2 separate regions of the Gossypium hirsutum genome follow, and region 1 is linked to region 2. Evidence: chromatin contacts called from public Hi-C data. All regions are on one chromosome and are shown on one strand. The core of a region is the stretch at or near the end of the contact, and the rest is flanking DNA. Distances in the headings are between cores, read along the strand shown.

Region 1 (6,477 bases), core at 1,516-4,015, 610 kb after region 2:
ACAACTTATAGTCCTATGAAAGGTTTAACAAAAACAACCTTTTGAAGAATTCAATCCCATTTCCTGAATGTTTCGGGCAGCTAATGAAGATTAAGGGGATTCGAACACCAGCCCTGTTAGATGTCACATTTTAATGGTAACTACATGAATCAATTGAGTTAAGCTTCTTATTGTCCTATGCTGTCCTAAGTTTTAACAATATATTTCTTGATTTTGTTTCCAAGAAACCTCCTAAAAGCTAGGCACCTTTACTCAACTACTCCCATGACCACTTAACACTCTCTCCGGTGCAGATTTACCGATTGCCATCGAACCAGACAACAACAATAGAAACCACGTAAACCTTGAAAGATCTAATCACCCTATGCTACAATCAAAACTACAGTCACAAAGGTGTGTACCAAAACAACAGGTGTTTTGACCTACATAACTTGAAGCAAACAACAAACAAGAAGTAGAAGATGCATGAAACTGAACATCATTTCGAGCTAAAATCCTTATCACACAAACATAATAAACTAAGAGACTGGTAAGCTCCGCAAATGAAGACTCATTTCGTAGTTGCACTTTGAGCAATATAAATATTAAACCATGAAAAACAGTCAATGCGTAGAGTTAAGTTCAAACTCGGAAAAGTTTGAGATGAAAGAATTCAATTCGATTAAGAAACGTCAGCTCGAATTAAAATGTAATGTATCTATAAATAGCCTGATCTATATGTACCTCCGACCGCAAGATTCGTTTTTTCTTTGTACAATGATAACAGCTCCGCAGCTTTGTCTTCATATCGGTTAACAAACCTCTCCACAAAAACCATTTCAGAAGTGTTGAACAATGCAGACAATCCAAAGCTCTTAATCAAACCTTGGGATAACAAATCTTGAGCAAACAAACCCCTTGGAACAATCCGTTTCTCCAAGCTCCGAGCCAAAAGAAACGGTTGATCGGCAAGGAGCGAAGACTCGAACCCCATTTCGTTCACAAGAAAATCCATAATCCCCGCAATCTTCTCCTCCAACACAATACCCGGATACCGTCTAAAAGCTTCCCAAATCTCCTTTTCAGACCAACCCCACTTCTTATAAACTTCAAACTTCCTCTCTATTGCAGGTTTGCTAATTTTCCTAAACACAACCACAGCAAAAAGAAACTTAGGCAACAAAGGATCGAACCCCATTTCCTTCACTTCCTTCACAATCTCCTTGAACGTATCAGGGTTTACTACAAATGACCTAGGGTGACAAATAAACATTGATATGATGTTTGACTCAGGCATTCCATTATCTCTCAAAAAACTTATATTAGGTAACATATAAACATCAAGTGGGCATGAGGTAAGAAATGGGTAACGTTTTATAGCTTGAACAGCATTGTAGATTGTAGCAGATTACTAAGTTGATTGAAACAAGGGATAATTTTTTTCTCTAAGCTACGAGTTAAAACTTTAGGGTTATAAAATAGGATTTTGATAAGTTCAGGGCTTGAAACACCTCTGGATTGGAAGAATTGGAGTTTGGGCAAAAGGGTTTTCTCGGCATTGGAGTAGAGCAAACCAGGCCGAACTTTGATGATTTTTTCGATTTGGGTTTTCGAGAAACCATGTTTCTGCAAGAACTCAAGAACCGAATCGGGCTTTTCTGGGGTTTTGAAAAGGAGATACTTATCAGCCGCCATTGCTGATTCGGGTGAGAACCCGAGTTTGTCTTTGAGGTAAGCGACTACAAAAGATTGGGATGGGTCTGAAGAGGATTTTGAGATGAATCTAACAGTGAGGGATATCAATGGCCTCGACCAGGAATTGTTCATAACATCGTGTGAAAGTCTACTGAAAACACTAGGATTGAACATTTTAGGAGTGGAAATGGATTGAACTACTCACCCTGGAAACTGAAAAGCTTTCAAATTTGAAAAGAAGCTCAAGGCAAACGGGAGACGAGTTTGGACTTGATAGCTAAAACTAGACGCTTTTCCTTCAGGTTCATTGAAACCCAGAGCTTGGAACTCTTCAATTTCCCTGTTATTTCCATCGCAGAGTTACATTTATGTAGCTAAATCACTAATTATCATTTATTATTTTATTAATGGATAATTATAAGATCCTCAATTTAAATAATAAAATAAAATATACTATTAATCATTTAATTATTAGTAAATTTTAACTACAATATTTTTTAATTTCGTTACTAATATTATCATTTGATTTTACAATGGTAACCGTCTCTTTAATAGTTAATAGAAACGACGAAATTATTGGTTCACAAACATATTTAGTCCTCGTGATTTATAAATTTTAAAATTAGTTTTAATTCTTAATAATTTACTGAATTTAATTTTTGAAATTAAAACTCAGATTGAAAAAATCTAAAATTTTCAAAATCCCACCAATAAGTTTCCCGCATTTCTTTCCATTCCAAATAAAATTTTAACCAGAAGGATTAAAACTCCACTTCTTCGTTTCTTTCACTTCTTTCAATTTTAAGTACTTACAAAAACCCAATTTCTCAAGAACATTGTGAATCCTCGGTCGCGTTGTGTTTTTGGTGGTTTAAAGATTGGGATATCAATTATGTATTCTACTGAGAGACGGAACAACGTGATCTGAGAGATTGAATCTTCTTCACAATGTCAAGTTGAATCTCCCATGTTTGAAGTTTTTTTTTTTTTGGTAGTTGAAGAATAAATTAAATCTTCACTGAAATAATTGGTGGGTTTTCATGGAGGAGTTTTCTATGCTTTTTTCTCTTTTTTGCTGTTGAAAAGTAAATTGAAGCTTTGTACGATGGGTGGGTTTTTTAGGAAGGTTTTTATGAGTTCTTGAGAATAATCTAAAATTTTAACTTGAAGTACTAAATTTTAATATGATTCCAGCGAGATTAATTGACGGGTTTCAATTTTTTATTCTAAGTTTTTAGTTTGCACTAAATATGTTTCCATCCAGAATCATTTCAAATCCAAATTTCCATCTGTTTCTTTTTTTCTTTTTCTTACTTACTCTTCGATTTCGTTCTTTCAAATCCACAGCAGTTATGTTACTCAATGAGATGAACAAAGGGGGAAAATGATGGTTGGGTGGTGGAGAATGAGAAGGATGGGAAGAGTTTTCTGTTTCTTGGGGAAGTTTCAATTTGGAGTTCTTCTAGTAGGGTGTCTACGTTTTATGAGTTGTTTAACTGAAGTAAAAAGTGAAAATTAATACTTTTGATAGTAACAGTGATATAACATTTTAGGATGAGACATGTCAAGGTAATTAATGACCAATTATTATGTGTTTTCTTGTGGTCTTCAATTAATCAAGTCCGTTCTTAATATTTTGGGGGTTCTAGGTAAAATAATAAAATAATATTTTAGGTTTCTTAAAAATTGGAGAAAAATTTCTTTAGGTCCCTTAAAAGTTAAATAAAAAAAATTTTGGGCCCTTCAAAGCTAAAAAATAATAATTTTTGAACCTCTTAAAAATTAGAAAATAATATTTTAGACCCCTCTCAGCTTTGAGTATTGGGCGACTGCACCTCTAAACGACCCCAGAGATGGGCCTGCATATAGTCTTAGCAATGGTGCATGGTTTTAATAGTTTGTTAGGCTAAATTTTGTTAGCTAACTATATAGGTTTGCGGTGTCGTTGGTTTCATTAGAAGACACATGTTAAGCTCTTTATGGATACTCTGTGAGATTCACAAATTAGAATATAAGGTCTATGAGGTTTGCTACATAGGGTATAACAATTACCCCAAGCGAATAAAGGTTATAAAGTAACATTAGCAAATTTATTGGGAAGTTCATAGTACGGGTGTAAATAATGAGGGTCTAGGTGGTTAACTTGAGGTTTGTGGTGAAGTATGACATTTTGTATTAGTGTTTTTATTTTGCATATAAGTATTTTAAAATTTGAATTTTAAATTTTTAAATAATTGAAATTTTTAAATTAATTAAATTGTAGTAAAATAAATTATTCTTTTATGCACATTCATTTAAATTTAATGATAAAATTTACGAAATATTTGATATCTTGCGGTGCATTTATTGGGTTCCTAGTGTAATTGTCATTAATTTTTATATTCTAATACATGTGTTATGTTTCTAGGTATAGAAAATAATGCGTGTGGGCACGTGATAACTTACTTGATAAGGTTTCAAAGTAATTGAAGACTTTCGTTTTAACTTATAAATATGGATAAAAATGTGGAATTTTAGCATCATCTTTTTCCTACTTCTCTAATTTCTGCAATTTGCATCTGCTATCGCTTATCTTTTATCGTCTATTTGCCCAAGTATTTTCCTAGTGCAATTATTACTGGTAGGTCTCATTTGTCTTTTCTTTTTCTATACCATTATTAGCTTTATTTTATCTTTATTGAAACACGACTCTTGAGAACTACTAGAATGTAGAGTTTGTGTTCTACATCACTAGAGGAGATGTGGAAACTACTAGAATGTAGAGGAATCACTTGCTTCAACAATTTCAAGTATAAATTTAAGACTATGACAAGGAGACACTATTTGAGTGAAATGGAAAACCACAAAAGAAAGAATACTTAGTTTTTACTACCCTTGTATGTATTTTAAGCAGGGTTTCATTTGCCCCTACATCCTTTTTTTTTCAAAATTTTGAATTCCTATAGAGTGGCTCATAGACAATTGATGGATTCTTCCTCGTGGATTTTAATGGCTTATATTTTGGATTGCCACTTACATGGAGACGAAGCTATTGTGAATGTATTTAGGAGCATATACATAGTAAATCCTACCAGTAAAGCTAATCATAAGGGGTTTATGATGTTTACTACTCGAAAGGGACAAAAGGCCATCGTTAATAATACCACTAGTAACCCGCGTTTGATGCGAGATAAATACATCAAGATCAAACAAAGTTCTGGTGGTGAGTTCCCTTCCCTTTCGCTTGGATGAAACCTTCCAATGAGAGAAGCACTTAGGATCCCCTTTCATTGAACCAAGTAGAGGAGGCTCAATTGAAAAGGTTGTAAATAAGTTCACCTATAAGATATGAACAAGTGCACAACCTAAGGAATGTGTGGTAATTTTTCTGATGGAAAAAAGTCCCAACAATTTCGATCATGTGAACTTCAATACTCTTAATGAAAATCAATTTGTTGGAATGAAGTCCTGTATTGAAGCTTGGCCCCATTGGAATAACAAGATAATAGCAGAGATTCTTTTGGGATTATGTGAAGAGCCTAAGGATTGGCTTTCTTCCCATGTTCATTGTCTCGAGTGAAAATGAGATTATAAAAGTAGCAAAAGAGAAAGTAATAGTGCTTGTAGCAATCCGTTTTTCAGTGGTGTCAAAAATAGTGGTTTCGGGGTCACAAATTCGACGAGTGAATTTGTAAATATTATTATTTAATATTTATGAGTCAAATATAGTATTTTAATAAATTTTGATTTGATAATTTATGTTATTTGAATGAATAGCTAAGTTCAAATGGTTAGTCCCTTAATCAAGTGGTTTAAAAAAAAGAAGTATCGGAATCTTATTTCTATGTGTGAACTTCAATACTCTTAATGAAAATCAATTTGTTGGAGTGAAGTCGCGTATTGAAGCTTGGCCCCGTGGGAATAACAACATAATAGCGGAGATTCTTTTGGGATTATGTGAAGAGCCTAAGGATTGGCTTTCTTCCCATGTTCATTGTCTGGAGTGAAAATGAGATTATAAAAGTAGCAAAGGAGAAACAACAGTGCTTGTAACAACCCGTTTTTCAGTAGTGTCAAAAATAGTGGTTTCAAGGCCACAAATTCGACAAGTGAATTCGTAAATATTATTATTTAATATTTTTTATTAAATATTTTGAAGTGGTTATATAGTTGTATTAAGATTTTGGTTAAGAAATGTTAGCGTTTAAATAGTTAATTAGGTAAAAAAGACTAATTTAAAAAATATGTAAAAGTTCATTTCTATTAGTAAAAAGGATCAAATGATATGAAATCTCAAATTAATGGACTTAACGAGTAATAATACCATATCTTAAGTTGGTGAATGTCTATGGATTGGTTTTTTGTGTAATTTTGGTGTTTTTAAAACGTTAAAATTGTAAATAGGTAAATAGAAAAATTAAAATTAAAATAAAAGATGATAAAATAATATCATAATCTTTTTCCTTTTATTTTTGTTGCAAAACCGAATAGCGATGGGTAAGGGAGAAGCAAGTTTGGTCCAAGCTTAAATTCATAGCATGTATGGTATATTTCTCCGTTTTTAGTAATTTTTATGTTTTTGAACTCGTATTAGCTTAATTTAGCTAGTTCAGAGATCAATTTGTAAAGTTGTTAAAATTTTAGGGACTTGCCATGAATGATTTTAACGTGTTTTTGAATTTAGTTGGTGAACTATTAAAGTTAGTAACTAGATATATAATGACCCTATAGTCAGGGGTGTTGGAAAGTACATTCTCGGGACTCTATTCCCGTGAATTGGACTCGTAAATATTTATATCGTAAATATTTTTAATAAATATTTAC
Region 2 (6,034 bases), core at 3,461-5,960:
AAAAATATGAGTAAAAGATCGCATTATTGGAGGATTCAAGGGATTTATCAACCATTTCACTGTCAAAGTTAATAAATGCTCTGTATGAACGAGAGCAAAGAAGGGCCAACAGGCTGAAGGAGTATCCTGAAAGAGCTTTCCAAGCAAAAACCATAGAAAGCTTAGGTTCGAGCTATAAAGGAAAGAAACCTTGGCTTGACAAAAGGGAGAAACCAAAGAAGGATGATGAGAAGAAAAGGTTCCCACCATGCATTCACTGTAAGAAGTCTACATACTTAAAAAGGTACTACTAGTACAGACCTGATATTCAGTGTAGGAGCTGTAAGCATTTTGGTCACATTGAAAAGGTCTACAAAAAAAAAGGGCACAAACTCAGCAGTAGAACCAAGCTCAAGCTACTAAGGACATTCAAGCTCAAGAGAAGCATGTTTTCACTGTATCTTGTTTTGCAACCTCAAGTAATACCAGAAGGGATTGGTTAATAGATAGTGGCTGCACTCATTATATGGCATCTGATGAAGGATCTTTCAGAGACCTTGACAACAGTTTTGTCTCTAAAGTCAAAATAGAGAATGAAAACTTTATTGAGGCCAGAGGTAGAGGCAGTGTTGTAATCAACACACATTCAGGTAACAAAACAATTTCAGTTGTCCTTTCTATACCTGACATAGACCAAAATTTACTTAGTAGTGATCAATTAATTAAGAAGGGTTACTCTCTTACTTTTAAGAATAAGTCTTGTGTTTTTGTGGACTCACTTGGTCAAGAACTAGTGACAGTAGTTATGACTAAGAGATGTTTTATGTTGGATGTGAATCAATTAAAAATGAAGGCTTATGCTAGTTTGGATGACGAGGCTAGTGTATAGCACAAAAAGCTAGGCTATGTTAACTATAAGTCACTTAGTTTGCTACACAAATTGGTTTTTGTTGAAGATATGTCCAGGGTTGAAGTCAAAGATAGAGTTTGTGAGTTTGTCAGCTTGGGAAGCAAGTGAGACTACCATTTCCAGTTAATAGGCATGGAGAGCTCGAGACAAGCTTCAATTGGTCTATATTGATATTTTTGGACCAATAAAGACCTCTTCTCTAAGTGACAGTAGATACTTTATGTTGTTTATAGATGATTACACAAAGTTCTACTATGTGAATTTTCTGAAACAAAAATAAGAAATACCTGAAGTATTTAGCAAGTTCAAAGCCTTAGTTGAGAATCAAGCAAGTTGAAAGCTAAAAGCCTTGAGATCGGACAATGGCACTGAGTATTTGTTAGAAATTTTTCAGAAGCTATGTGAGCAGGCTAGAATTCAGCATCAGATGACAACTATCTATACATCTCAATAGAATGATGTTTGTGAAAGAAAGAATCGAATTGTTCAGTGTACTTGCTTAATAGATTACCAATCAATGTAGTCAAAGATAAGACTCCTTTTAAAACTTGGTTTGGACATAAGCCAACAGTTTCTTACCTAAAGGTGTTTGGTTGTGTTTGTTATACACTTATTCGGGCTGAGAGGAGAACCAAACTGGAAATAAGGTCTGTGCCAGGGATCTTTGTTGGTTATAGCAGTACAAAGAAGGGTTATAGGGTATTTGATCCCTCCAGCAAAAGGATCATGGTGAGTAAGGATGTGAAATTTGATAAGGGAAATGTATGGAATTGGAATGGTACAGATGCAAGCTTGTGTGAACAAGGTCAACAAGACAATGATATGTAACCAATTGAAAAGGAAGAACAAATTGAGGATGGATTCAATGACATACCTGTTAGAGGAACAAGAACCATCATTGACATCTATCAAAGATATGATGTGGTAATGCTGGAGCCTACAAACGTTGATGAGGCTTCTAAAGAAGACTGTTGGAAAAGAGCAATGAAAGCTAAAATAGAGATGAACAACACATGAAAACTGGTTGATAGGCCAGTCTAGAAGAGAATTATTGGTGTGAAGTGGATGTTCAGGGTTAAGTACAATACTGATGGATCTTTGACTTCTTCAAGACCATTGCTCCAATTGTAAGGTTAAATACTATAAGGCTTTTGTTTGCCTTGGCTGCTCAAAAGCAATAGAGAGTACACCAATTAGATATTAAGTTTGCTTTTCTGAATGGTTTCCTCTAGGAAGAAATCTTCATTGAACAACCAGATGGGTTCAAGGTTACAGGCTTAAAAAAGCCTTGTATGGTTTGAAGTAGGCACCAAAGGTCTGGTATAAAAGAATCGATGCATATCTATTTAGGCTTGGGTTTGAGAAGAGTATTGGTGCGCCTACTGTTTATGTGAAGAAATCAAGAATGAAGCCCTGCTGATTGTGTCATTATATGTAGATGATCTGTTGGTAATTGGAAGAAAAAGGAAGTTGATTGAAGAGTTTAAAAGGAAGATGCAGGATAACTTCAAAATGACTGACTTAGGGGAAATTACTTACTTCCTTGGCATGGAAGTAAATTAGTATGATCATGTTATCTTCATAAGTCAGCAAGCCTTTGCTTTGAAGATCTTAAACAAATTTTTCATGACAAACTGTAAAATTGTTATCACACTAGTGGCTCAAGGTGAAAAGCTAACTAGCAATGACATCTATGAAAAGGTTGATGAAAGAGGGTATAGAAGTCTTATAGGTTATCTGCTCCATTTGATAGCTACAAGGCCTGATATCATGTTTGCTATTAGTCTTTTGTCTAGATTCATGCATTGCTATAATGTTGTTCACTTTAAGGCGGCCAAAAGAGTCCTTAGATATGTGAAAGGAACTTTGGATTATGGGGTAAAATTTATGAATACTGAAGAACTCAAGCTGATAGGGTATTCTGATAGTAACTGGGCAGGGTCCATTGATGACATGAAGAGCACATTTGGCTACTTTTTCACTCTAGGCTAAGGGGTCTTCTGTTGGAGTTAAAGAAAACAACAAATTGTGGTTCAATCAACGGCAGAAGCAGAGTACATTGCAGCTATTGCTACTGTCAATCAAGCTATTTGGCTAAGAAAGCTCTTATGTGATCTAAATGAGAGCCAAAAAGAAGCTACTGAAATTAAAGTTGACAGTTAGTCAGCTGTTGCCATAGCAAAAAACCCTGTGTTTCATGGCAAAACAAAGCACTTTAAGATTAAATATCATTTTGTTAGAGAGGCTGAATAATCAAAGGAAGTTAATTTGATTCATTGCAGCTCTGAAAATCAATTTGCTGATATATTAACTAAGATTCTTAGTACTTCAAAGTTTGACAAGTTAAGAAGGAATATTGGTGTTTGTTGCATACAGTCTAATGAGGAGTGTTGAACTTTGGCCTGCAATGCAACAACAAAGAAGTTTTGAAGCTTAAATAGTGCAGTAGCTATGTTTTGTTTAATATGTAACTAGCTTAGTTCTTTTGTAATTTTTCTATTTGAATCAATAAGATTAGTTTACTGATTTGAATGATATTCAAGTGATGTTTTGGCTGATAAGTCAGCTTTACTTTGTGTGCAAGATGAGCTATATATTTTGTCAATGTAATTAATGGAAGTAGTTATACATTAGGTAACTACTTTGTAACTCATATATTTGACTTAATGAAATCAATAATGCAAATCAGTTTTTTTTTATCATTTTTGCATTCGTTTCTCTTTGCTTCATTTCTCCTTTGTTTTAGTCCAAATCCCAACATTTCTCTAGATAAGTTGTGGCCAAAGCAGGTGAGTTCTTTGCTTCGGCAGGGAACTTGAGACAACGACTTTTACCCCTAAATGATTTGAGTCAAATGGGACAAGGAAGGGTGAATGGGAGAGAGGGTCCTATACACACTTACCATCGATTACCAGTGTAGAAGCCAAATTGTGGACTCTTCGAGATGGCCTAACAATAACTTCTCAAAAAAGCATTAATTGGCTAGAAATTGAAGAAGACGCTGAAATTGAGGTGAATTTTATCAACACTAACAATAGGATGATTGCTGTGTAAATTTATGATCACAGATCACTAATGCTTAATTTTGAACAAGCCTCACTCAAGCATATCTATCGTGAAGGAAATCAATGCACATATAAGGAGCAATTTTCAAGCCTTGGTGATTTTACTTGAATGAACTTTTGTGCATTTGAAGGTTGATGCCTACGACATCCTTTTATATTGAACCAAACTTTCAGTTAATTTTAATGTAAATGTTTATTTTTAGACCAATATATATATATTTCGCCTTCATTTATAATCTAATACATTGTGTAATATTTATATGGGGTATACAATTAATTTATTATTGATATATATTTCAAATATATGATATATAATATTTTATTTTGAAATGATTATATTTTAATGTTTAGAATATAGTTTATATATTCACATTAATTTTCACAAATACTTCATTTTAATTGTTCTATATTTTATATATCAAAATATTAATAATGAATTTTTTTTATTGGAATATCATAATTTTAATATTTAAATTCAAGTAATATTCAAATTTAAGTTTTTTCTTTACAATTTATGGAAAATGTTAAAAGCACAAAATTTTAAGTTTTGTTATGAAGTAATATATACTTAAAAAAATAATTAGCAATTTTTGTATATTAATTTGGTGAAGTGAAATAAATAAGTCCAAAAAACATGGTTGAACTTAAGAATTGGGCCTTAACTCAAAAATCCAGAAGCCCGGGATTGAAAGGGAAATCAGGGACACGTGGCGGATAAGCCATTCCTTATCCAATTCTTAAACCCTCTTGAAAACCTCTCGGAATTTAGGCGTTAACTTACTTGTACAGTAAAAAATGGCTTCCATTACCATATCCGCCAGCTTCTTTTCTCGTCCTCAACTTCAAGCTCAAGCTCGATCCCGAACTCAAAAACCCTCTCCTAAAAGAAACCCTAACCCCAAATTCAAACCCAAAAAACTTAATAATAAATTCAAGTCTCTTTCTTTGTCTTCACCTCCGCCTTCTTCTTCTTCTTCTTCTTCTTTGGGTGCCCAAGCCACCACTTACACTCGCCTTCCTCCCAAGGAAGATTTCAATTTCGAGTTCGAAGTTCCCTCTTCGGACGAATCTGATGAAATCAAGCTTTCTGATTCCGATGTCGCGAAATTCGCCTTCCACAATGATTCCTCTGAAGCCGAAGCTGAAATGCTAGACACCGATGACGATGATAATGAACAACAAGAAGAAGAAAATGAAAGTTTGGGCTTTCAGGACGAAACCTTCGATGGAAAAATCGTAGATTTTTACAATGGTGATGGAAGTTCGGATTTTGAGGAAGAAGGGGAAGAGGAGGTTTATTATTACGATTCCGATGGCAAGCTCATAAATTTACCAGAAGAGTTTGATGATTTGGGACTGGAATTGAAGGAGAAAGGGGTACCGGCTGTTATGCGATGCTTCGACCGAGCCAAAATTTACGTGAAAGCAGGGGATGGCGGGAATGGAGTGGTTGCATTTCGGCGCGAAAAGTACGTGCCGTTAGGGGGACCGTCGGGAGGCGACGGAGGGAGAGGAGGGAACGTGTATTTGGAAGTTGACGGAGCGATGAATTCGCTGTTACCGTTTCGGAATTGTGTGCATTACAGGGCGGGGAGAGGGGCACACGGGCAAGGGAGGATGATGTGTGGGAGGAAAGGGGAGGATGTGGTGGTGAAAGTGGCGCCGGGGACGGTGGTCAGAGAGGCCGGGAACGATGAAGTGTTGCTGGAGCTGTTGTATCCGGGGCAAAGAGCGTTGTTGTTGCCTGGTGGAAGAGGTGGCAGAGGGAATGCGTCGTTTAAGTCCGGCAACAATAAGGTGCCTAAGATTGCTGAGAATGGAGAAGAGGGTCCTGAAATGTGAGTTTCCCTTTTCTCTTTCGCTCCTAAGTTATTCGGATTTGGTCCCAGAAAATTTCAAATTAGTATATATATATATATATTTATCTTGTCTGCCGAATTTGAATATCCTAACACTTGACTTGAGCCACCTGCAAGTTAATAGAGTTTTTTTTAACAGTATAGATTCTATTCATAGTCTAACAATCGAGCATGAGAATTGAACTCTTTTATTAGGTAAACAAGTTTAATCAAGCAATTTC

Evidence for each region. A called contact is a pair of places that touch in the nucleus more often than the background predicts.
Region 1: a Hi-C map of leaf shows a contact between it and region 2, with 2.5 times the contacts expected there. The contact joins the enhancer-like site here to the promoter of LOC107896715 in region 2. A contact is called at or near these places in 7 of 34 Hi-C or Micro-C datasets (anther, hypocotyl, leaf and 1 more).

Annotation. Positions count from the first base shown.
Region 1 is chrA10:95,077,091-95,083,567 of Gossypium_hirsutum_v2.1, forward strand. It overlaps the pseudogene LOC107896710. Among protein-coding and RNA genes, the nearest start is that of LOC121208442, 6.4 kb to the left of the region's middle. Within about 2 kb of position 2,766, at least 6 of the 9 cell types and tissues checked have an H3K27ac peak or open chromatin away from gene starts, as enhancers often do.
Region 2 is chrA10:94,470,134-94,476,167 of Gossypium_hirsutum_v2.1, forward strand. LOC107896715 (GTP-binding protein OBGC, chloroplastic) reads left to right here and starts at 4,711. Exons shown (of 7, transcript XR_005903479.1): 1 at 4,711-5,792.